3 separate regions of the Mus musculus genome follow, and all the other regions are linked to region 3. A link is a contact called in public promoter capture Hi-C data. All regions are on one chromosome and are shown on one strand. The core of a region is the stretch at or near the end of the contact, and the rest is flanking DNA. Distances in the headings are between cores, read along the strand shown. Region 1 holds the start of Mfsd2a (major facilitator superfamily domain containing 2A). Region 2 holds the start of Cap1 (CAP, adenylate cyclase-associated protein 1 (yeast)). Region 3 holds the start of Ctps (cytidine 5'-triphosphate synthase).

Evidence for each region. Promoter capture Hi-C pulls out the DNA fragments that hold promoters and counts their contacts.
Region 1: a promoter capture Hi-C map of pre-B cells shows a contact between it and region 3, with 7 times the contacts expected there. The contact joins the promoter of Mfsd2a here to the promoter of Ctps in region 3. A contact is called at or near these places in 6 of 39 promoter capture datasets (cranial neural crest, embryonic stem cells, hippocampal neurons and 3 more) and 1 of 115 datasets of contacts at active chromatin or transcription factors (embryonic stem cells).
Region 2: a contact with region 3 is called in a promoter capture Hi-C map of pre-B cells, with 3 times the contacts expected there. The contact joins the promoter of Cap1 here to the promoter of Ctps in region 3. A contact is called at or near these places in 4 of 39 promoter capture datasets (cranial neural crest, maxillary cranial neural crest, pre-B cells and 1 more) and 3 of 115 datasets of contacts at active chromatin or transcription factors (astrocytes and embryonic stem cells).

The regions. Positions count from the first base shown.
Region 1 is chr4:122,959,748-122,962,489 of GRCm38.p6, forward strand. Mfsd2a (major facilitator superfamily domain containing 2A) reads right to left here and starts at 1,441. Exons shown (of 14, transcript NM_029662.2): 1 at 1,194-1,441. The coding sequence starts at 1,286.
Region 2 is chr4:122,884,789-122,887,488 of GRCm38.p6, forward strand. It overlaps Cap1 (CAP, adenylate cyclase-associated protein 1 (yeast)), which reads right to left and starts at 1,288. Exons shown (of 13, transcript NM_001358035.1): 1 at 1,026-1,288.
Region 3 is chr4:120,568,924-120,571,623 of GRCm38.p6, forward strand. Ctps (cytidine 5'-triphosphate synthase) reads right to left here and starts at 1,353. Exons shown (of 19, transcript NM_016748.2): 1 at 1,228-1,353.

The DNA.
Region 1 (2,742 bases), core at 191-2,690, 2.4 Mb after region 3:
GGATACAAAGAGAAACCTGTCTCAAATAAGTAAGAAAATAAATGAATAAATAAATAAATAAATAAATAAAATCTTCTCCCAGGCCCTCAGCTCCTTTCCAAGTTACCCAGAAAGAGCATGCGGTAGCAATGGGCCTGTCCCTACCTGGCACTAGCTGCCACAACCTGAAAATCCTCTTGCTGCCAAAAGTTCCCTGAGCCCAGCCCAGGCTCCCTCCCTGACGCCCCGCAGCAGCTAGGATCCACCTGCGTCCTGGATGAGTGCACCAGAAGGGGGGGGGGCGCCCAGCCCGCTGCATCCTCAGCTGTTCTTTCAATCTGTCCCAAAGTTCCCGGGCCCCTGTAGGGAGTCTTCAGCTCCAGGCAAACCCTTGAGCAGTCCTACCATCCATCTGCCTAACACGCACCCTTTCCAGCTCCTAGGGGACCTTGGAGAGGGGTAAAAAGGGCTCCAGGTGCAGGGCTCAGCCCTCTCCGGGTGGAGCACTAGGGGAGGCTGAGGTTGCCCAGGGAAAGTAGAGATTACTCATACATGGTAACAGCATAATTGCTTACTCGTTTCTTCCAAGAACAGTTAATAAAATTAAAAGGAAAAGTTAAGCACCTCCCAATTAGCTATATTGTGAGAGATTCCTTTCCTGGGGCCGCATGGTTTCATGGTGTGGTTAAATAGATCCAAAGAGTTAGAACGGATCGGAGAGAGAGGATGTCGAGACACGCGGAGCTCTGTGCATGTGAACCCTCAGTCACACAAACGCTTTCGGTATGCGGCTCCTTTAAGAGCAAAGCCCTTGTTCTTATGAATGAACTTGAGTGGCCCTCCTCAGAGTTAAAGCACGAGAGTGGGGGGTGGTGAGAGATGGAGAACCAAAGGGACTCTCAGACTTCTGGGGTCTCTTCAGGTCTAGGGAGAGAAACTAGTGTGGCTCAGCACAGTAGAACCTAGAGCGCTGGGGAGAGCCCCACGCCGCGTAGAGTTGCCGGCGCCTCTCTTGGCGCAAACCCATTGTAGGGGTGTGCAAAGGGGCTTCAGACTTTCTCCATCACTCCCGGTCCCAGAGCACTCCTTGCTTTTTTCAAGCTTCGCTGTACCCTGTTACCGCCAAGTGTCCCAAGGCCAGACCTAGTCTCCGACGCCCCTATACCCACATCCCGGCCGGCCCACCACCCCTTGCCCTCCTCTCGGGACCTCACCTTCACCTGGACCGGCCGTTCACTGGCTTGGAGGATGCTGGTGGGGAGCAGCCCCGCCGCGGAACCGCTCTCGGCGCCTTCTCCTTTGGCCATGACCCGCGGGCCACGCCGCGTGGGACCGGGACGCCGGGATGCTCTTGTGTTCTGCCGGCCGGCACTCGCCTGTGGCTCCGATCCTAGGCGCAGCCCCAGCCACTACTACGTTCGCTAGCACTTAGCAAACCAGGAACGCCGGCGATGAAAACTCCCTAGCACGTCCCCTCCGCGCCTCTTAAAGGTTCGGGCCTGCGCCTCCAGCCAATCCCTGCACGCGCCTGCCCATCTCGGCTGGCGGAGCCTCGCTGCTCAGCCACGTTCTCAAAGCCGGCAACCCACACCGCGTGCTCCTAACTACCTAAGCAAAGCTGAGAAACCCACCTGACTCGCCCGAGGAAACTGAAGTCCCAGGCTGAAAGTGACCTGTCCGAGGTCCCCCAGAGTGAGTTTTCCCTGAGTAGAGCCTGTGGCCCTTGACTTCTGAATCCCCATCAGCTCCTTTTAAAATCCGGAGTCAGGTGGCTTCTCCCCTCCCCCAAACCTGAGGCCATGGGCTGTAACTTTCATTATCAATGTCCCTCGTGTCTCAAGATCGACAATTTCCTCTTCCTCCCTTTGAAAAGTAGGGGCCTTTTTCAATGGGACAGAAAAATTACCAAGTCCAGTGGCTACCGCTTCCAGGCAGGGGAACTCGCAAGTTCTAAGAAGGAGCCATGGCCACAGCAGCCGTTTATGGGTAGCTTTCTAACAGGCTTAACATGACCTCACTGGGTGCTTATGAACGCCATCTGAGGGTGGTACTATTATTATCCCCATTTTACAACCCAGGAAAGGGGGACACAAGAAGAACAGCTGTTGCGACACAGACAGGCCAGAAAGGTTTTGTCCAGTTCCAAAGTCTTTACTCATAACTCTCCTGCTCTGCCCCTCAGCATAAATTACAGAAGGCTGAGCTATGTCTGTGCTCCCAGACAGGAAGCCCTGGGAGATACAAGACGCCAGCAGCCCTCTGTGTCGAAAAGAAAAGAAAAGAAAAGAAAAGAAAAGAAAAGAAAAGAAAAGAAAAGAAAAGAAAAGAAAAGAAAAGAGAGAAGAGAAAAGAAAAGCTTTGAGAAAGAGCATGCAGAGGAATGTGGTCCTTGAAAGAAGGGAGGACCGTCATCATCTAAACAGAGGCCAGGCATAGGTGCCAGCAGAGAACGGTCTTTGCTGCCTTTCCTTCCACCTCTGCTAATGGCACTCCAGCCTTCACAGATCCCCAGGAGCCTGGGTCAAGTCCAGCTCTCCCTCTTCAGTGAAGTTACTGCTTAGACTCTCAGAGACCGCTCACACAGGACCTGTGTTTCTCAGTGTCAAGCTTTTTTTTTTTCCCCTCCTCTTAGTTCAGATTGCAGGGAAGAGCTATTGAGATCTGACTCCTCCACAATGGCCACAGCACCCTTGTGTGCCCTGGCACATCACTGTCCAGAAACAAGCCAAGGGAAATAGTGAAGACTGTAAGAAGGCCTGTTGT
Region 2 (2,700 bases), core at 38-2,537, 2.3 Mb after region 3:
TCACTTCAAGGGAAAGCAGTACAAAGAGCTACAGCTGACAGTTCTGATACTAACTAACCTCTATCTAATATATTCTCTCTCTCTCTCTCTCTCTCTCTCTCTCTCTCTCTCACACACACACACACACACACACACACACACACCCTCTTGATCTTTCAAAACGCTTCTGACTCCCTTGCTGCGTCCTTCCACAGCACCCTCACCACATTTGTAACTATTTCTTAACTGTCTTTCACTGCTAACTCGATGGGGGCAATGACTAGACTTTTCAAAGCTGTATTCGATGACATTTTCCATGTTGCCAACACAGAATAAACACAGCGATCCTACGACCACAGGCACTTGGCAACTGTGCCAGACCCAACCTGAATCATCTGACTTCAGATCCAGAAGTGGACAGCACCTCCCATAAAGTTAGCTTGGATTGCGAGTGAACAGTGGCAGTCTAAGAGTAAGGGGAGCTCACTGAACGTAAACGCAGGGCTTACTAGCCTACCTTAAATTTAACAGGCATTCCAAATTTTTAACTTTTTTTTTTTTTTTAGTTCTACTACCAGATAGCCTTTAACCTGCAGCTGCCCAGATCGAAAGTTAGAGAGGTTCCAAGGAAAGGAAGGATCTAGGACTGGAAACCTCTCTCTAAAACCAGATTCTTTTCTTCTCCGAGATCAAGTTACCCATCCGAGTAATGGGAACAAGACCCGGTCAGGAGGAAATTCTAAGGTCTCCCAGGGTCCATTCAGTTGGTTAGGATGCCTTTAGGAATCAGGCCTCCGCGGAGGCTGATAGGCAGAGCTGCGAAATCAAGGAGAAAGTGGCTTCCCCAAGACCTCCTGGTTCAATCTGGTACCCCAGCCCCACCTCAAGAGACCGCACCCAGGAGCCCGGGATGGCCGAAGGGCCCAAACCCCGGCCTTTCAGCAAGACTCCTCAAACGCGCGTAGGCTAGCACAGCCTTTACTAACGGCCAGGACCCGGTGGGCCCCAAAGACCATCCCAATCCTTATCCAACCACCAACCCTCACCTTAAGAGTTCCGCCTCACCTCCGGACTGCGATCAGCCGCTCTCCACTTCCGGCAAGAACCGCCCAGCGGTCTTCGCGCGACCCACTTCCGGGCCCTCACTGGGCGCGGCACCCCCACCGGAAATGAACCACTGGCTGTAACGCTAGCCCGGGGGAGAGGAAGAAGTTTGGCCGCTCCGCTCGTGACTCCGCCCTCATTCCCCGCCACCGGAGAGAGAATCTGGCTTAGGAGCGTTTGGAAAAGGGCTCCGCCTCCAAGGGAGGTGGGGGAGGAAAACTCGGGGAAGGGGCGTGTCCACGGTTGGTCACGCCCCGAGGCCCAGACCAATAAGGAGCTGGAGTTCCTAACCAAGCCCCACCTCCTCAAAGGAAGACAGCTGAGTGGCTGCTTGTTTTGTCAATTTGTGCTCGGAGACTGAGGTCGTTACGTTTTTAGCCTCAGTCCGGAAGAGGTTCAGGGAACAACAGTGGGGCTAGAAGGCTCTGAGACCCAGTGTCTGGTGGTTGGGGGGACCGGGACCAAATTTCGCCCCTGGCTGGGCGTGCAAGCCTTGGTTTCCCTGTCTGTAGTACAGAAAAGCAATGGACTCGGTCGCGGAGGCTAATAGAGTAGGCTTTGAGCGTCTGGGCATGCTCGCCCTCGCTCGATTCCGAGGCTAGGGCTGGGAAGGTGGAGAAAATCTTCCACTCGCGCCCCACTTCCTGTTTGCTCTGTGCGTTTTGTGACCATAGATGGTCAGGTCCGTGGCTGTGCTTAAGCTTCCGCCTCAGGCTTCGGAGTTCTTCCTCCCACCCTGTAGGGTGTGGTCCCTGAAATGAAATGAGCAAAATTAAAGGAGATCTTGTCCCATTCCTTAAAAATCTTGCTTTTGAGGCTTCATCGCCCCAAGCTATGTATGCCCAGCTGGCTGCTAATGAGCCCGTGTGCGATTCAGAGCTGTAACTGCAGCCTGCAGGGCAGTCTTCGCCTCCCTGCTTCTTAGACGGGGGATCGCGTCTTTGTTTCCTCCGGACTTAACACTTTCCAACCGGTCATTATCCTCCCACAAAGATTTATTTCTAGAAAAAAAATTGGCGAGTGCTGTGCTATGGTTCCTACCCCTTCGACTGGATGACTGACAACTCCGCGTTCAAGTTGAATGCAGGTGTTATATGCCAGAGTCAATCATTCAACAAATACAGTTCATGTAATAATAGCTACCATTTACTGTGCGCTGACTACATGCCAGGCTTGTGCTGAGCGCTCAAACCATTTTCATTTAATCCTAATAGCAACTCTCTGCGGTAGGTACCATTACATCCTCGGAGCTTCAAATGAGGAAGCTGAATAACTTGCCAAGGTCACAAAGTAGATGTTGAAACTTTAAACAGAGCACGCATTTGACTGTCTTAGAACCAATGAATTTAATCATCCCCAGTGATAGATAGATCTGGGAACATTTGAGGCATTGGGTGCCTCTGGTTGTAGACGTAAGTTGTTCCATTCCTGACTCCGAGCCCTTTACTAGCGTCCCGACTTTGATCAAGGTGCTTTGGACAATTTACTGGCCTCCCCCAGTTTATGACTCCCAGTTTGTTTAAAACAGAAATGACAACATACCAAATTATGGCACAAAAATCATCCGTTTATAATATGTTCATTTCAGGGGCAGGTGTGGTAATGCTCACCTTTAGT
Region 3 (2,700 bases), core at 103-2,602:
AGACAGACAGACAGACAGACAGACAGACACTAAGATTCTGGCAGTCTCCCAGAGTGACTGGCAAAAAAATATTCCAAAAGCCACAAAGAGCCAGTTGGAGAGGACCCATTCCCTAACGTTTACAAACTACCTATTATGGGAGAGCTACTCACATGCTGGGGGTACCACAAACTTAAGTCAAATGTGGGTCCAACTTAAGTATCTCCGGGAGAGATGACCTGGACTGAGGGAGGATCCAGGAGCTCCTTTTGAAAACCTGCCTTGTAATGGGCCCGTAAGGCTGACTGACTGAAATGAGCTAGGAATCAGGCAAAGCATGAACAAGCAGGTGAGCCCACAGGATGCACCAAGAAAAAAAGATTAGGGCAAAGGGATGGCCAGGGGCCAGTCCATGGGCAAAGTTGAATGTCCACGCTGCACTTTTTTTTCTGAAGATGACAAGACACAAAAGGTTTTTCAAGTACAGGAGCTATAATATAGAGCAAGGGGCACCAGATAAATTCACGAATGAAAAATGTGAAAGCTTTTGTTAAAAAAAAAAAAAAATGAAGTTGGTGAAAATCAGGCTCAGGATCCACCGCAGATGTGCTGAAATCTAAATCTAGCCCCGAAGTGCCTGATGCCCGGGTTCGCACCGCCGTAAAAAGTGGGACGAGAACCACAGCAGCACCCACCCGCGTCACCCGGCTGCTGAGGATTTAAAATAATGAGTGTGGACGTAAGGCAGCCACGCTGACGTAGTGGCCTCAAGAACGCCAGCATCTTCGCGCTGGGCTGGAAAGAGAGACAGCAGCTGGGTAGCCTGGGCCGTGAGGCCCAGCGAACCTACAAGCCCCTTCCTCCCGCGCGCCGGGCAGCGCCGGGAGGAGCTCAAGGCCGCCAGTCGGGCCCCATCACAGGCTGGGGCTCTGGGAGACCCCTCCGCGGCGGCACACCGCGCTCTCTACCTCACCAAGCCCGGCTGCCCGCGTCGCCGGACTCGGCCCCTTTCCTTAGCCGGGCCACGCGGCCCGCGCGCGGGAGCCGGCAGCTCGCGTTCCGGGACTGCCCGCCCCACTCCCGTTAGAGATGCAGCCCATTGGGCAGAACGCCGGGCCAGCTCTCCCCTGATTGGTGAGAAGAGACGTTTATCGCCCCGGCGGCGTGGCCGTCCGCGCCGGGCTCTGTCGGCGCCACAGGCTCTTGCACCCGGGAGCCGTTCCACCGGGATCCCTGAAGTCTGCCTACCTGAGGCCGGCTTCGGAGTCTCGTGTCAGCCACAGCAAGGCCGGCGCGCGCGTGGTGAGCCTCGGGCAGCCAGTGCTCGGCCGGGCCGCATGCGCCAGCCGTCTTTCTGAGAGGCGGGCTCTAGGCGGTGCGCACGCAGAGGGCGGGGAGAGGCGGGCCCAGGGGAGGGTGGGGCTAGGGCGCGCATGCGCGGGACGTCTCGCCGCAGCTTGTTGAGTGGCTACTGCGGGTGGGTCTCGGGAGTTGTGGGTTCTGTGGGCTTCCTCGCCCGAGGTCTAGAGGATGCTGGTGACTCGCATCTAACCGGAACCCTGAGGGCCTTTGCCTGGTCCCGCAATAGCCGGTGGACACTCTCACCTCCCATCCGCCTTCCCTCAGGCTGCGGGCCAAATCATCTCGTGCTCTCGCCCCGCACCGCCGCCTTCTCCCGGTGCCTGCTTGTCTCCCTCTTAGGCCGGGCCGCTTGGCTTCACGTCCTAGCCAGCTGCCTTTCCACACAACGCACCCTGACGGTGCCTGCATTAGAACAACTGTCGCGAGCCTACTTCCATCCGGCACTAAATGTAGAGAGGCAAACGAGCCCACTTCTAACAAGTCATGGGGATTTTCACAGACGATTGGGACTTGGGGAGTTAGTGTACAGCGGGTTCTGAACACGTAGCAGAAACGTTTACTGGCAAGGAAGGGAGGGAGGAATAGAAAATGAGGCAGAAGAAAAAGTCTGTGTGCACATTCCAGGCGAGGTCCAGAAGAGCCTTGCAGAGTGAACAGTGCAGGCTGGAGAGGTTGGAAGGGCAGCTCTATGCAGAGCGTTGTAGGCAAAAGATTTACAGCACCCAAGGTGATGATTTTGTCTTTTGAATACTACATAAACCCATGTGAGTTTTTAATACCCTCCACCCTGCAAAAACTACACAAAGGTTTCCTTAGGAAGTACCTTGTACCTTGAACTCCATCCAGGAGGCTTGTTTCCTTCCATTAGGAGTAATTTATTGCTTTTTTTTTTCTTCTGTCTTTGCTGAAAGAGTTAAAGAAAAGGTATGCCTCCCATGACCATACTGGTTTTTTTCAGGAAAATGACTCAAACAAGTAGAATTCCAAGAAACCACTTAGGAGAATTCTACAGGGGCTTCTCTCGGAGACTTCCGGATTCTTTCAGATCCCAACCAACAGCATGCTCTGAGTCTGCCCAAATACCCAAACTGCTCTGCTCCAAGAAGCTTCCATAAGAGGTACAAAACTGAACTCCTCCCCCAGTCGCTCTTCTGGGGGACCCCTTCACTCCCCTCCACTCTCCCATATTCTCTTTGATGGTCTTGCTTTCCATTTCACCAAGAAAATGCAAGCCAACAAGAGAACTTCTGTCTACCAGCCTGCTTTCATGTGTGCGAGCAGCATGGTCTTTCATCTTGGTACTTCAGACAAGTGGCTGCAGTGGAGAGGGCAGCCCCCCTCTTCTCACTGCTTCAGGTG